Regions from separate parts of the Mus musculus genome. Here regions 2, 3 and 4 are each linked to region 1. A link is a contact called in public HiCAR-type, HiChIP or PLAC-seq and promoter capture Hi-C data. All regions are on one chromosome and are shown on one strand. Each heading gives the region's core, a stretch centred on a gene start, on an enhancer-like site or on the middle of the called end of the contact. The rest is flanking DNA. Distances are from core to core; before and after follow the strand shown.

Evidence for each region. Promoter capture Hi-C pulls out the DNA fragments that hold promoters and counts their contacts. HiCAR-type assays count read pairs that join an accessible place to other places. HiChIP or PLAC-seq counts read pairs in DNA pulled down with a chosen protein or histone mark.
Region 2: a contact with region 1 is called in a HiCAR-type map of astrocytes, with 2.2 times the contacts expected there. The contact joins the enhancer-like site here to the promoter of Snrpb in region 1. A contact is called at or near these places in 4 of 39 promoter capture datasets (the 3T3-L1 cell line, embryonic stem cells, hippocampal neurons and 1 more), 2 of 484 Hi-C or Micro-C datasets (hematopoietic stem and progenitor cells and uterus) and 9 of 115 datasets of contacts at active chromatin or transcription factors (astrocytes, bone marrow-derived dendritic cells, embryonic forebrain and 5 more).
Region 3: a contact with region 1 is called in a promoter capture Hi-C map of hippocampal neurons, with 4 times the contacts expected there. The contact joins the enhancer-like site here to the promoter of Snrpb in region 1. A contact is called at or near these places in 6 of 39 promoter capture datasets (the 3T3-L1 cell line, the HPC-7 cell line, embryonic stem cells and 3 more), 6 of 115 datasets of contacts at active chromatin or transcription factors (acute myeloid leukemia, astrocytes, embryonic forebrain and 3 more) and 1 of 9 other capture datasets (embryonic stem cells).
Region 4: a contact with region 1 is called in an H3K4me3 HiChIP or PLAC-seq map of embryonic stem cells, with 6 times the contacts expected there. The contact joins the promoter of Slc4a11 here to the promoter of Snrpb in region 1.

What each region holds. Positions count from the first base shown.
Region 1 is chr2:130,177,576-130,181,293 of GRCm38.p6, reverse strand. Snrpb (small nuclear ribonucleoprotein B) reads left to right here and starts at 1,930. Exons shown (of 7, transcript NM_009225.2): 1 at 1,930-2,060. The coding sequence starts at 2,058.
Region 2 is chr2:129,601,579-129,605,296 of GRCm38.p6, reverse strand. All of the region lies in intron 2 of Sirpa (signal-regulatory protein alpha), which reads right to left. Among named protein-coding and RNA genes, the nearest start is that of Sirpa, 11 kb to the right of the region's middle. Within about 2 kb of position 1,591, at least 100 of the 459 cell types and tissues checked have an H3K27ac peak or open chromatin away from gene starts, as enhancers often do. A contact at or near this core is called in astrocytes, where this site is marked.
Region 3 is chr2:129,622,292-129,626,009 of GRCm38.p6, reverse strand. The region is part of intron 7 of Sirpa (signal-regulatory protein alpha); the gene reads right to left. Among named protein-coding and RNA genes, the nearest start is that of Sirpa, 31 kb to the right of the region's middle. Within about 2 kb of position 2,024, at least 31 of the 459 cell types and tissues checked have an H3K27ac peak or open chromatin away from gene starts, as enhancers often do. A contact at or near this core is called in hippocampal neurons, where this site is marked.
Region 4 is chr2:130,695,662-130,699,379 of GRCm38.p6, reverse strand. It overlaps Slc4a11 (solute carrier family 4, sodium bicarbonate transporter-like, member 11), which reads left to right and starts at 1,861. Exons shown (of 21, transcript NM_001081162.1): 1 at 1,861-2,021; 2 at 2,625-2,732; 3 at 3,277-3,339. The coding sequence starts at 3,294.

The sequences.
Region 1 (3,718 bases), core at 681-3,180:
TAAAGAGTAATGGAGCCAAATGAGATTAATTCATTAATTCATTAAACAAACACTTACTAAGCCCTTTATGCTAAGCAGTATTCTAAATAATAAACAGTTTACAAAGAAAAATCCATAATGTATCGGAGCTTACATGCTAGTGGGGCAATAAAATAACTTAAAAATATATACAGTACTCTCTTATCCAAGTTTCAGGTACCTTTGGTCTATCAGTTTGAAAATACTAAATGAAAATTCCAGAAATAAGCAACTAATGTTCTGTGTCATGCACTGTTTTGAGTAGCAGGAAGAATGCTATGTCTTGGCCTTAACCAGAGATCAGCCCTTGGGGAAGGTGTCCATGCAGGTGTCCACGCTGTGTGTGCTACCCACTCAGTACTCATAGGATCTCACTGCACTGGCGGGCCTACACTGCAGCACTGGTGTTCAGGTAGTTCCTGTTATCTTTTTGTTTTCGTTTCGTTTTGTTTTTGTTTTTCAAGATAGGTTTTCTCTGTGTAGCTCTGGCTGTCCTGGAACTAGCTCTGTAGAGCAGGCTGGCCTCGAACTCACAGTGATCAGCCTGTCTCTGCCTCCTGAGTGCTGGTGTTAAAGGCCACCACTGCCTGACTAAATCCCGTTTTTGTTTTTGTTGTTTTGTTTTTTCAATAATTTTCTTTTATTCACTTTATATCTGGATCATAGCCCTTGCTCCCTCTTCTATTCCCAAATCCCGCCCTTACAAATCCCCCCCCCCGCCCCCACCATTGCCTCCATCCCATACCACTGTTGGTCCCAAGGGGGATTCCAATCTCATTCAGATGGGAAACTAAATAGTCATTGGAGGTGGATGGACAGAGGGAACTGGGTAGGGGAGGAAGGGGTGAGGAAGGGAATGGGTGGGGGTGGGGGTGTGATGTGGTGGGGAGGAGTTGGGGTTTTTCTCTGGTGGCTAGCTGGAGCCTGGGGCTGGGGAGGATACCTATGGAGGTGACTCTAGCTGAGATTCCTACCAGAGGGGGATATAGAGACTGAAGTAGCCACCTCCTGTAGCCAGGCCGGACTCCGAGAGGCGGGAAGGGGACATCAATCCAAACTTCGACCCAAAATTTGTCTTGCTTAAATCCCGGTTTTTAAAGTCAATTCAAGGGTGCCAAAATACACTTGCGTTAAGTGAAAAGGATATGCATATCGTAAGCGTGCTTATGTAGAAAAAAAATTAGCATATTGTGACTTGGGGAGTTACTCCGAGTCTGGGAAGGCATGCCCTTCCAATAATAAGGGGACTACGGTTTAGTATGTCAGATAGCAATCAATATTTGAAAACAAGCAAAAAGGAAGCGCGAAGAGCCTGAGAAAGTTGCATTTTTTTTTTTTTTTCCTAGAAAGAATGGTCAGGAAAGTCCTCACCAGGACTGTCATTTCTGTTTAAATCCTGGAGGTAAGGGCATGAGGGTGTGCATATACCTGCGAGTCTAGCGCTCCTGGTGAGACAAAAGCAAATGCAAAGAGGGAAGAACATAGAGAGAAGCTAGAGAAGTGGCTTCCTAGAGTGAGTTCACAAGAGCGCTGGGTGAGAACTGGATGGGAGTGGGGTCTGGGACATCGGCGTGTAAACCAAGCACTCCAGCGGAGACTTTAGCTGGGGAGGTGTCTGTCCTCCAAGGATGTTTGCCGCCCAAGTATGGTGTACGCCAGCATCTGGTACTAAGAACGCGGTGGGTAGGAGGATCCGAAGCTCAAGACCCAGTGAGACCCGGTCTAAAGCAAAACAAAACGAGGAGGAAAACTCCAATAAAATCAACAAAGGGGGGGAAAAATCCACCCAAAACAAAACAAAACAAAACAAAACCACCACACAATCCGTCAGCTGATGCTAATGCTCCGCCCCCTAATTGCGTTCCAGAGACCGGAACTCCAGGTCCGAGGCCGGACCGGAAGTAGCTTCACTAGCGGCGGCATTTTGCAGGCAGCATTTCCGTTAGCGGCGGCGGCGGGAATCCAGCGGCTGGCTGGCTGGCGACTAGGCCTCTGTGGCAGAGAATCCGGCGGGAATCTGAGCCATCCGAGCCGCCACCATGGTGAGAAGGCGCGGGCTGGCTGTAGGGCGCTCGGGGGTGCGGAACGGGGCGGTAGCTGGCGGCGTCCGTGGGCTGGAGCCGAGCCGAGCCGCCCGTGGCGGAGGAGGTCGGGGTGGAAGCCGCTTCATCCCAGCGCCAAAGGCCTGGACTTGCCGTGAGGCTGCGACCGGGTAGAGGGGAAGGCCGACCGGGGTACAGAGGCCGATGCGCGGCCGTCAAACGTCGTGTCCCGGAGCCACGGCGGTTTCGGCCCCGCGGCCTCCGTAGCTTTAAACTTGGGCGTCAGTGTGTGCCCGGGCTTTTGGAGCTGGCGCAGGCCTCGGGCCGACCGGGCAGCGCCGGGCGAGGCGGAGGAGTAGCGGAGGTCACGGCCCGAAACCGGAGTCGAGCAGCGGAGGGAGCGGGAGGCTGGAGGAGAGGGTTTGCCAGCAGAGCGCGCGCGACCTTGCTTCTCGTATTTTGATGTTGGGCTGTGTCGGGCGCCGGGGCTGCACCCTAAAGTAAGTTCTGTCTTCACTTGGGCCAGTTTCTGGCCAGGCAGTCCTAATATAGCTACAATATAACTAATATCGCAGTGGTAGCTCAGCGTTAGGCAAAAGTAACGGCAGTGGGAGGAACGAGAACGTTTTCTCCAGGAGGTGACTCCCAAATGATTGTTTCGGGGCACCCGGCTCCCCCATGGGAGGGAGGGTTAGCAATCTGGAAAACTGAGAGAGCAAAGCAGTCGATGGCACGAACTTTCCAGGAGTCTGGTTGCTGAAGGCCCAGTCTTGCTTTATCCTGTTGGTAGTGAACGATCGCTGCAAGATTTTTCCCAGGCTTAATGAACTTAAGTTCTTAAAGGTCAGCCAGGGAAAGTGGTCTTTGCTTGAAATCTCAGTTTGTTATAATTTCTGTACTCAAAATCCTAATTTTATTTAGTTTTGGCTACAGACCACATGTAATAAATACCTCGAATCTCTCCAAAAGATTACTCTAGTTGCGTGGCTGAAGAAACCCGAGGTGCTCAAACAGGATATTGCTTTTCTTTTTTCTTTTTTTCCAAGAGTTGACTGAGGCAAGTCCTTACATAATCTTCAGCCGGAGTAGCCTATTTTACCAGTAAAAATGAATGACACTGGGTCCAATTTTGAGGATCAAATGAAATACACAATCCCTTTCAAGGGCCTGGATATACAGGGAGTATCCAATAAGGTATATTAGCTGTTACTAGGCAAAGGGACCGATGTATGCTGATCCCCGTGAACAGTTATGTAAGGGGATTAAGCAGAAAACACAATCTGGATCTTTAGGTTAGGATGGGGTAATGCTTACGGGAGTGAACAGCACTTGCAGTTCCTGGCAGAGATGATACTTGGGTGGTTGGGGGTGGCATAACGCCAGTTAGATGCGGGTGGGGGGGCATGTTTCTGAGAGAGACAGGTACTTCTGTTTACCTTGGGATGTGTAGAGGCTCCCCCTTTATTTTTGCAAAGCTATATTGGAAGCCAGGATAGAAACTGTTGTTGCCTTAATTAAAAATTAAGGATAACAAGTTATATATCAGTATTAAGTATCCAAACTAATTAACACTAGCCCAGTAAAGTTAACCCTATTACACCAAGCCCTGGAGGCATGCTAACCAGTGCTTGGTTTGAGGACTCCATTCTTGCTTCAGA
Region 2 (3,718 bases), core at 342-2,841, 580 kb after region 1:
CAAACACTTCGCATTCACTCAGGCATTATTGGAGCAGTGGAAACCTCAGGGGGGGTCACATCCGAGGAAAGGGACCATCTGATCCCACTGTAAGGCCATCTGAGAGCTAAAAGCACAGTCCTGAAAGACTGCAGAATCACAACAGAACTATGCTGCCCATCAGGGATAACAAGTGACACTTGGTTGGATCTCGAACCTTGAGGTTCAAGGGGAGTAGGTTATTAAAAACTTAAGGTTCCTTGTGAGTGATGATTTCTGTGGGGTTCCCTTCCGGTTTGTACTGCCTATTTGTTGCTCCTGTGTGAAATGAGAGTCTAAGAAGCCAGTATTTTCTGTGTGACTGTGGCTCTGTGAAGGGTAACTGTTAAGTGTACCACTGTCTTAGACTACGGATCTAACAACTGGTAAAGCTGCCTTTTCTTTTTTAATTTCTACCTTGGATAAATTTCAGGTTTTCTAGGTTGGGTGATGTGGGAGGGCCTAACTCTGAAAGAGTACTGCCCAGCAGATGTGAGACCAAGTTCTGGTGCCACAAGTCCAAAAGAATACACACAGTATCTCCTTCTGTTTAAAGAAAACTATACACGTAACATGCATGTTCCATACATGTCTACTTTTTGAATGAACTTCTCCTAGACGGTTCGGCTCATTATCACTGTGACTAGAGCTCCTGATAACTTCACTTCTGACAGAGCAGATGCTCAACACACATCCGCTGGTGGACCCAGTTGCATGTCTAGAGGAACCTGCCTGGATTGGTAAGATCGGCATCTCTGTGAGCCAGGGCTCCAAGTGCAGCCAGAGTGAGGCTGGGTGAGCTGGAAAGCCACTCGCTTATCACTTTCTAGTAAGTACTACGTTGAACACAGTAGCCTTTCTTTTTGTAACTAACGTGTGATGCTTTAGGGAAAGATGCAAATGAGGAGAACATGAGTGTGTTTCTAGGGAGGGGTAACTACCCTATGTGTTTGTTGCTGTGGAAGGCAGTGATGAATCATGGGATCCCCATGGACCGAGGGCTACGTGGCTGTGTCTCTGGCACACTAGTTATGAAGTCAGACTGTGAAGGAGTCACGTGACGGCATTCAGCAGGAACGAAGGATAAAACAGCTCTCTAGCTGGCTACTCTGATTACAAGTTCTGCCCCACCCACTTCCAGTGACCCCTGACCTGTCAACTGGAATCTTTTATTTTCTTCTACTGGCCAAAGTGTCAAAGGCTTAACCAGTGTGCTAAATGCTACCAACCTATACAGTAAGGTGGGCTGAGACCTGCTTAGAAAACATATTTCATTTTTTAAAACAGCAATATTCGGATGAGGCCTTGAAGATGAAGAAAAAAGAAAACAATCTTATAAGAAGGGAAAGAAAAAGAGACTGTGCTCTTTCTAATGAGAAAACCAACTCAATTCAGAAATGAAGCTGAGGAGGAAGGCGGGGCCTAGTGACCCAGGATGTGAGATCTCCCAAAGCCTCATCCCTGGAAGAAACCATAGCAACAGTCAGAGCTCCTCATCCCAAGAACCCCAATAACCCTCACCCTCAGCACAGCAGCAGGCCACCCCTCCCTAGCCACCACCACAGCATCAGGCTACCCCCTCCCTAGCCACCACCACAGCATCAGGCCACCCCTCCCTAGCCACCACCACAGCAGCAGCAGCAGGCCACCCCCTCCCTAGCCACTACCACAGCACTAGGCTACCCCCTTCCTAACCCCTACCACAGCAGCAGGCCACCCCTCCATTGGGTCACTATGTCACCTGTGCTTCCTCGCCTGCCCTCTAGCACTTTGCAGCAGTTCACTGTCACTGTCAACTTGACTAGATTTAGAACCAACTGGAAGAGCTGGGAGACAGACCTTCAGGTGTGCGTATGAGGACATTTCCAGACATGAATCACCAAGGAGCAAGCCCATGGATGCGGGTAGCACTACCCTCCGGGCTAGGAACTCTAAAGGAAAAGGGGTGGTGGACAGAACCAGTCAAGAGCAGCGTTCCTTTGTTTTCCGTCTATCAACGGCACTTCCTTGGTCATACATACCCACTGCCATGGTGCTCTGCCCAAGTGCACGGGGCCGAGTGACCATGGACCCAGTCTCTGACACCACTAGCTGAAACAATTTTTCCTCCTTCTATGTTGCTCTCAGATATTCTACAATGCAAACTTAATCAACATATTTTTCACTAATACTATTGCCCATACCTTCTGCTGCGACTTGGTAGCAGGGTAGAAAAGCCCCTGGTGCCAGCAATGGCATACGAAGGGTTGGGGGTGTGCTAGAGCGCTTCACAGCATGCTTACGGCCCCAAATTAGTGCTTAGCACCACACATGTGTGTGCACACGCAACACACACACACACAGAGAAACAAGATTTCACATCATATCACAGCAAGCATGATAAGTATACATAGAAGAGTACATATATACATTGAGGGCAGATACACGTATACATACGTAAGTGTGCAGAGCACAAACATCCACTCATATACTGGGTGTGTACATAGGGTTCTGGGTAGGAACGCAGCAGGCTGCCATGTGTAAAATTTGATGTATGTGTGTAGAGACATATTAGTGGACACCACAGTGTGTTCAAATGGGAACAGGTAGAGAGCAAACAAAACATGGTGATGTGAACCACAGGAAGAGATTGTCTGAACTGTGGGTAGTCTGCGGAGGGATGTCTGAGGGTGAAAGTGTGAACAGTGGGAGGGCGTCTACAAAAAGCCTATGTGTATCGTGTGTGCACAGGCTGTGTGCGCATGTGCATGTGTGTGTGCAGATGGGCATGTGCGCAGGTAGGGGTGTGTGTGTGTGTGTACTGCACATGTGCAGGGAGGCACCTAGGGGTCGCTGTTTATGAACATACTATGTACCCATGTACTCATGTTTACCAGTGTAGCAAGTTGGGATCATGCCTAGCTCGGATGAAGCTGTGAAATGAGATTCTTCACAGAGGGGAATGGGGGAGGGAAACAGGAGGGGTTCTGTCGTGAGCAATAGCAACTCCCAGTGGGTAACATCTGCACAGTGCTCAGCCTAAGTGTCTGCCCTGGGCAGGAGGTACTAATCATCTGAGAGTATTTGTGCTCTGTGGCCCTCAGGGACAGGAGGTCGTTGGTGTTGGATTCTAGAGGGGGTTGCCCCAGCATACAGTTGTGTGGACTCCAAAGTTGGGAGCTTAGGGCTCTGGCAGCTGTCTGTGGCTGATCAGTGGTTTTCCTCCCAGTGATTCATCTATTCCCGCTTACAAAGCTTCCTCTACTGGCAGGGCCTGTCCTAGATGCCACAGGGAAATGAGGAAGATGGGCCTATCCTTCAATAGCTTACTCTGGAGGTCTCCTGGACACAAGCAATGACTATACATCAGTAAGAGATGTCATGAAATGATGCTTGGGGGGGGGGGTCTTAGAAAGGGCTGAATCCAGGAAGACCTCCTAGAGGTGGCAGCCTCTGACCCAGGTTGACGGAGGTGAGGTAACAGGAGGCTATCCAGGAGAAGCCACATGGGTAAAGATGCGGAGGAGAGGCAAGGGCCTTTCCATCTGGGACCAGAGCAGAGTCTTTGGGACCCCAGCAAACTGGGACAGGGTTGACCTGGAGCTGGGTCAACCCAGAATCCTGGAGGATGGCTTCCTGTACACAACTGGGGTACAGACCACCACTGGACGCTCTGCTGACACCACTGGACAGACTACTGGGTGGACATGGCCAGAAGGAG
Region 3 (3,718 bases), core at 775-3,274, 560 kb after region 1:
TCAAACAGCCCCAAGGCCTCTGCACAGAGAACTCTCCCTTCAGATCTTTGAAGTCCTATTTTAACACTTTTCTTTGGAGACAGGGTCTCACTTTGTAGCCTGGGTTGGCCTTGAACTCACAGAGATCCACTCGCCTCTGCCTCCCAAGTGCTGGGATTAAAAGCATATACCACGGTGCTCGGCTGAAACCCTATTTTAAACAGCCTTATCTGAACCTTCACAGAACTCCCAAACTCTGTTCTCAGGAGGTCATTCCTGTCTTTCAGAGCAGTATTCCACACCGTAAGCATTTGTCTGTTCTGCTTTAAAATTGGCACCACCATTACTCACGAGGGATCCAGACGAGCGTGGGATACATCCTGGATTCTTCTCTTCCTTATACAAGCACCACAAGGCTAACCGGCCATCTCCAAAAGCTACATCAGACTCTGCTATTTGGTTATCTTATCGTGCTGGTCCCAGGTCCTCAGGCTGTGAAAGGTCTTGGTTTCTCTGCCTCCATTTCTTACATTTATAATGGATAAGTGAAAACCAGGGGTGTTGGCTCATCCCCATAATCCCAATACTCAGGAGGCTGACTCAGGGTTTCAAGTTTAAGGCCTGCCTGGGCTTTGAGACTCCCACTTCAAAACAAAACAACAGGAGAAGGAGGAAGAGAAGAAAAAGAAAAGGGGGAGGAGGAGAGGCACCAGCAGAAGCAGTTATTGCTCTGTACAGAAACCTCACCGTATACAGTGCAGTCCACTTCCACACTTCCACATCCTGTCTGGTGAGGTTCTGCACAGCCCTTCCCTGCCCCCTCTAGGCTTTCTTCCCTGTGCTCCAGCGAATGCAGCCTTACCAATGCTCCTCCCTCAAGCCCTTGGCATTAGCTATTCCTTGTCTAGTGTACTCTGCCCAGTAACCCCACACGGAAGCTCTCATCCACTGCTGCCTGCGTAGGGAGCACTCCCTAATCGCCCCTGGGCTCTGGTCATTTTGTCTTTTTTCCTAGCTCTTGCTCCACATCGATTATTAAGCTTCTAGCTTGCATGGCAAGCTGCCTCCCAAGGGACAACAAAACCCTAGCACCTTGTCCTGGGCTAGCCTATGGCTTACAACTCCCTCCGTAAATACTTGACGAATGAATGGTTGAGTGTTTTCTCACTGGGTTTCCCTAGTGCCACTCAAGTCTGGCTCCGAGCTGAGCTCAATCCAAAACAAATAAACAGCTGGGGTAGTCCTGGTATTCTGAGAATAAATGCAGTGAACTTGTCACAGTTAAACAATAGCCGTCCACATGAACCCCAGTGCCCAATAAAAGAGCAGACAACGCTCTCGTGTGGGCGGGGATAACTGTTCTGTCAGAAGGCTGGGCCCATGGCCAGCCAGCAGCCTGCAGGGTCCTTTGAGTTCAAAGGCACAGGATCCCCATCACCCTCTCTGAGGTGCTAGGCCCGTGTCCTACACCAGCACCAATGTCTTTCAGAAAGTATTTGATCTCATGCTGGGCTAGAGCCACCGCTGCCCAGGAAACCACCATTAAAGCTTGCTCCCCACCATCACTTTGGTCTAGAGACATGAAAGAAGCTAGTGATTTAGCTCCCTGGGTAGACTAACACTGGAATGATATGAAAGGGCAGAAAATGTCCTGCTTCTCTGGAGGAAGGACCAGGTGGCGGGAGGCAGCGGAGCATCAATGGAGAAATGCCGGTGTCGGTACCAGAAATCCTGCACAGACCTGGGCCATCTTAGCACCATACTGATACCTCAGATCCTGGCTGCCCCGACCACAGGAAGGGGAGCTGTGATAATCTCCTGGGGCAGGGGCTCCCAAAGGATGCCATGGAGTCTGGATCGCAGGCTCAGGTTGGGTTTGTGTGTGAACAGCCCCGAGGCTTCAGCTACTCACAAGTCTGGGAAGCCCTTGTCCTTCCAGGATATGAAGATGGTAGGATAGCAAGAGAAACTCACGCTCACCAGTGGGATGACATGAGTAAAGGGGCAGATGGGCGTGGGACACAGTAAGTGCTCACTAAACAGAAGCTGTGACTGCTGCTGTCATCTCATGGTGTCACTGTCTGCCAGAACTGACTATCTAACAAAGTAAGGCAAGTGAGAACAACAGAAAAACCAGACAGCGACCCCTCCCACAGGGAAGGAGTTCCAGGGACTCAGAGCTCGCAGGCGCTGCAGAGCTGAGGGATGTAACCACTCAGTCATTCTTTCATTCGCCTTTATAGAAAATTTACCCCATCCCAGGGATGCCACTCAAAGCACTAGCTGCTGGCTGTGAGCAGGAGGGACACAGTCCCTGTGCTCAAGAGATGTGGTTGAGAAAACACAGACAGGCCCAGAGCTGCTTCAGGCATACCAGGATGTCCGGACAGAGCATCAGAGGCTCACGGGAGGCCTGAGAGTACTGGCATCCCTGAGGAAGATTAGGTGAAAGAAAGATGCCAACTCCAGAGGAGTCGTTTGCAGAACCCACTGTGTCCCCAGAGCCTATACAACCCTGGGATGGCACGTGTGTGGAAGAGGCAATGTGAGTGGGCTAGGAGGAAAGCTGGAGCCCATATGTGGCAGGATGGAGGAAAGGCCTGTTTGAGGTCTCGGGGCTGGCCAGAACTAACAGTGTGTTCACAGGGGATAGGCCCAAGGCCTTTGGACTTGACCTTGAAGGCCCACAGAAAGCAACAGAAGGTCTCTGAGCAGATGAGAGAGACAAGTTTTGCTCCTAGAAAAGACTGGGCCAGGTGAAGGAATGTAGCAAGCAGAGTGAGGGTGAGAGAACAGGATTCCTGGGGGAGTGGGAGCGGGGTGGGGCGGGGGCAAGAGCCGGGGACAGTACAGTGATGTGCGTGTTCAGGGGTGGAGGCTGTGAGGTTGGACAGGGTCGTTCAGGAGGCTGCCAGGGAGACCAAAACAGGAGCCAGGTTCATCCCAAGGGGATTGTGCACTCTCTTGTTGGGCAGACATGGGCAGGTGAAGCTTCCCAGAGCCCCTGAAGGTAGGTGAGATACTCCTGCTATGTGCAACCACAGTTTCTACTACTGATGGTCCTCCAACCAGGACACAGACTCCTCCCTGTCCCCAAACATGAGTTGTCCTTGACACTACAACCAGTTCATCAGCAAGTCATCTTTAAAGTATAGCTAGAGTCTGACCACTTCTTAGCTCACATTCCCCTTGGCTCAAGCCTTCACCATCTGCTTAGAGCAGTCCAGTCATCCCTCACTGGCCCTTCTGGCTCCACCTCATCTGTTGCCCAGCTTCTACACATGGAGAAGGCGATACTTATAAAATAAAAGCTAGATCACATCTTTCCATGGAACCACGCGAGTTCTACAGTCGCAAGCTCTATACCACTGGCTTCTGCTGCTCCAGATCCGCAGTTCAATTCTTAACTCCAGAAGGAGGAGGGAGGGAGGGAGGGAGGGGGAAGGGACAGAGAGAGGGAGGATGATGGAGGAAGGACAGAAAGATCTGCCCAGCTCATGAGGACACAGCTTCACCTGAACTGATATGAAGCCATCTACAGTTTTATATTTCACGCTGGCACCTTCACACAACAGACTCTGGGATGCTGTCCTACTCTTCCGGGGAGCACCAGGACCCATCTTACAAGCCAGAAAAGCCTTTCTCCAAAACAGGTGAAGCTCACATGACTGCATGAGCTTCTTCGTTTCTTGCCTTCCTGTGCCCAGTCAGTTGGGCCTCCCAACCTCAGGTGTGGTTC
Region 4 (3,718 bases), core at 612-3,111, 520 kb before region 1:
AACTCAGAAATCCCCCTGCCTTCTGGGATTAAAGGCATGTGTCACCACTCCCGGTTTACAAGAATTGTGTGTGTGTGTGTGTGTGTGTGTGTGTTTGGTTGGTTAGTTTTGCTTTTGAGAAAAGGTCTCACAAAGTAGCTCTGGCTGGCCTAGAACTTGCTCTGTAGATCTGGCTGGCCTCAAACTTGGAGAGATCTGCCTGCTTCTGCCCCCAGAGTGCTGGGATTAAAAGCATGTGCTGCCACATCTGCCTTGTTTTATTTCATTTTTTTAATGAGATACTAAACGGTTGCTTCTCACCCCAGATTCTAAAAGAAAGACATGGCAAGGGGTAGGCAGAGCTTAAAGGTACATGGAAAGTCATTAGACACTACCTGGAAGGGGAGGGGAGGTATGTGCATAGGTGGGGTCCCTAGCCTGCCTGCTCATGTCATCACCCAATGTAGCAAAGGCAGGAGAAGGGCTTCAGTGTCGGTTTGCCCTTTCAGCCTCTGGCCTGCACAGCACAGGGCGGGTGGGAAAACGAAGGAAACCATTCCTTAAACACTGCCAAAAGGGCTGAAGGGGGAAAGGTCACACTTCGGTCCTCTGAGACAGTGGTGCAGGAGTCTACAGACTGGGGTGGGGGTGGGAGTGGGTACTCCTGGCTCCTTTCTCCTCCTAATAAGGAGAGGTTGGGGAAATTGTTCCTTAAGTCTCCAGAGATTTTCTGGAACTGGAAGGGTTTGGACCAACCAAGTATTGGGGTGCTGCTAGGAAGCTATGCAAAAGACATAACATGAGAGACTGGGGTGGAAGAGGGATCCCGACCCTGAGTCAGCCATTCTGCCAGGCTCTTCAGCTTTCCTGAACCCCCACCCTGCAACACCACCAGCCTGGATAGAGCTAGGAGTCTTTTTTTTGGGGGGAAGGGGAGTGTTCGAGACAGGGTTTCTCTGTGTAGCCCTGGCTGTCCTGGAACTCACTTTGTAGACCAGGCTGGCCTCAAACTCAAAAAATCCATCTGCCTCTGCCTCCCAAGTGTTGGGATTAAAGGCGTGCGCCACAACTGCCGGGTTTAGGGCTAGGATTCTAAGGAGAAGATACTGAGAGGAGTTCCTAAGAGCTAAGTGAACAACATGGCATGTAGCCTCCTCCCAGGGCCTGCTTACCCCAACAAAGGCAGCGTGCGGCTATCCCTGAGTCATCACGGTTCTTAGAGATGGGAGGGATCCTGGAATAACGAGCGCGCGCGTCTGTGTGTGTGTGTGTGTGTGTGTGTGTGTGTGTGTGTGTAGGGGAGACTTCAGGACCCTCCGTACCTTCAATCCGAATGCCAACTTGGCTCACCATGCCTATTTATATGCAAATTCCCGCAACACTCCAAATGCCTTTCCAACTCACCCACCCCCTAACACGCTTGAGCAACAGTGAAAGGAACTGTGTGGAAGCTATCACGGAGTGGGAAGGAGTGGCTGGAGAATAGTACTTTACTTAAGTGTGTGCCCCAGGGACAATAGGAAGCTCAAGGTCTGTAGAATCACTGGGAAGCCACCGAAGGTTGGGTTGGGGTTAAGGAAAGAGGTGCTCAACGCACTTATCAGAACTCACCGCAAGCCGCTCTCCAGAGACCCGGCCACTTCCTAACCTGGGAGAGGGATGCGGAACCGAGAGCGGGCGCCAGCGGGTGAACACGCGGGAGCGTGGGCGGCTTAGGGCGCTAGCCCACGGGCAAGTGCAGAAAGCGGCGTAGGCGGGGGTTGGGGACCGCCCTGGCGGTCGGGGGCGTGGCGAGGGCAAAGGGGCGCGGCAAGGGAGGGTTGGGGGCGATTCGGCAGCCCGAGGGTGTGGCAGTCAGTGGCGTACAGCTAAGGTGGGGGCGGAGTTCCTCCAAGCTTTTAAAACAGGCGCGCCCCTTCCCTCCGGGCTCCAGTGAGTGTCCCTGCACTGCTCTGAAACTTCGTAGTCCCTCCCAGGCCGGCACCCCACGACTCTCAGGCCTGCGCACGCGAGCCGCCGAGGATCCAGAACAGACCTCGCGGGTGAGGGCGCGACTTTGGCTGGAAGCAGCCTCACGCCGCACGGTTAGGAGCGCGGCGCGGCTCGCAGGAGTGTCGCCGGCTCCAGCTGCGAGCCGGCCCAGAACCACGGAGTCCTGATTGAGAAGCCCGGGCCATGGCCACGCCAGGCGTGTATGCCAGCGCCGGCCTCTCAGGCCTGGGTGGGCGAGAGGCTGTGCCGGCTTTGCGCCTCCGGAGGGGTTCGACCAAAAGAGTTCCGAATGTCAGTGCGCGCGCGCGGGGCAAGGGGCGGCCTGGGACACCGTGGGCATCCTGTCCGTGTTTGTTCTGCGTTCGCGGTCTTGACACACACACCCTCAGCAACTGAAGGAAAGATGTAACGTAGCCGGCGGAGGGGAGGGTTGGGAGCTCCGAAATGGGCAGGGTGGCGCTTTGGTGTCCTCAGCACCGGATTGCGTTCCGCCGCCTAGAGTTACGATTCATCAGAGCTGGGTGTATCCGGCCACTCACCTGCACGTGGGTGTGGTCTGTTCCCCTTAGCTACCGCCCCAAGTGCCTCCAAATCCTGCCCATCTACTCACTCTCAGTGGCTGCAAACATGGACTACATCTTTTTCTCGTACAGGCCCATCCTCCCGTGCGTCCTTCTTTGCACAAACATCTCGGATAGTACCTCCAATCTCTGTGTACTGCACACCCACTCTACCCCTTCTTTCCGGCATCGCAGGACACGGTACAACCCTGGGATAGAGGCAGTTGCTGGGTCGGTCCCCTGGGTGACCCCTAGGCCATTGAAGAGATGGGAAGAACTGCGTCTGAGATGGGCATGTGTGGCCCTTGGCAACCAGGGCAGATCTGAGGAGAGGCTCACCCCCACCTCAAAGTGCTGGGCGAGGCTGGGCTGGATCCAGGGAGGAGGCGATTTCCAGTTGTCTTCCTCCAGAACTGGATGGGGCTCAGTCAGAGACGCTTGGATTAATGAGCCGAGTACTGATGATAATTTAGTGATGACATGACCTGAGGAAGTACTCTTCACTTCCCTGGCACGCATAGGAAGTCCATACTAGGCAGACTAAGGGATTTAATACCTTACAGTAAGGATGGTCATCCCAGACACTGCAGGCTCCCCTACATAGTACTTTGACCCCCACCTCTCTCATGCAAGTGGGCTTGCATGTGTTCCTAGGAAGGATGAGGAATCATCAGGCATGGGGTGAACTAAGGCTGTCCAGGGCTGGTCCACAGGATTGGTGACTATTCTTTGGCTTCTTTTGTAGAAAACTGTCCTTGGGCCATGTCACAGAATGAACACTGTCAGGACTCCGGTGAATACTTCTCAGGTGTGTATCTAGAAAATCTGGGGAACTCAGCCTGTGTACCCATCAATGAACCCCAGGCAGAGCCACTTGTCCATAGCCCATTGCTGGGGTGGTTAGCTCCCACCTGTCCGAAGGCCGTGTGGCTTGCTGAGTAGGCAGCTGATGAGACTGGCCAAAGGCAAGCAACCAGGGGTGCGGAGGTCTTGGGAGGGCAGATTAGGCTACCAGTGCCGCTTACAGTTTTCTCCTGTGGCTCAGTATTCCCGGGCCCTTCATATCTGGCCAGCTTAGGCCACATGCTATACTATGCCTTGTCCTGTTGGGCCTCATGTGGTCCTGGAGAGAGAGGCTGCAATTGTCCCTGCTTCAACTGGCTAGCTCCTTCTCTGCATTTGGCTCT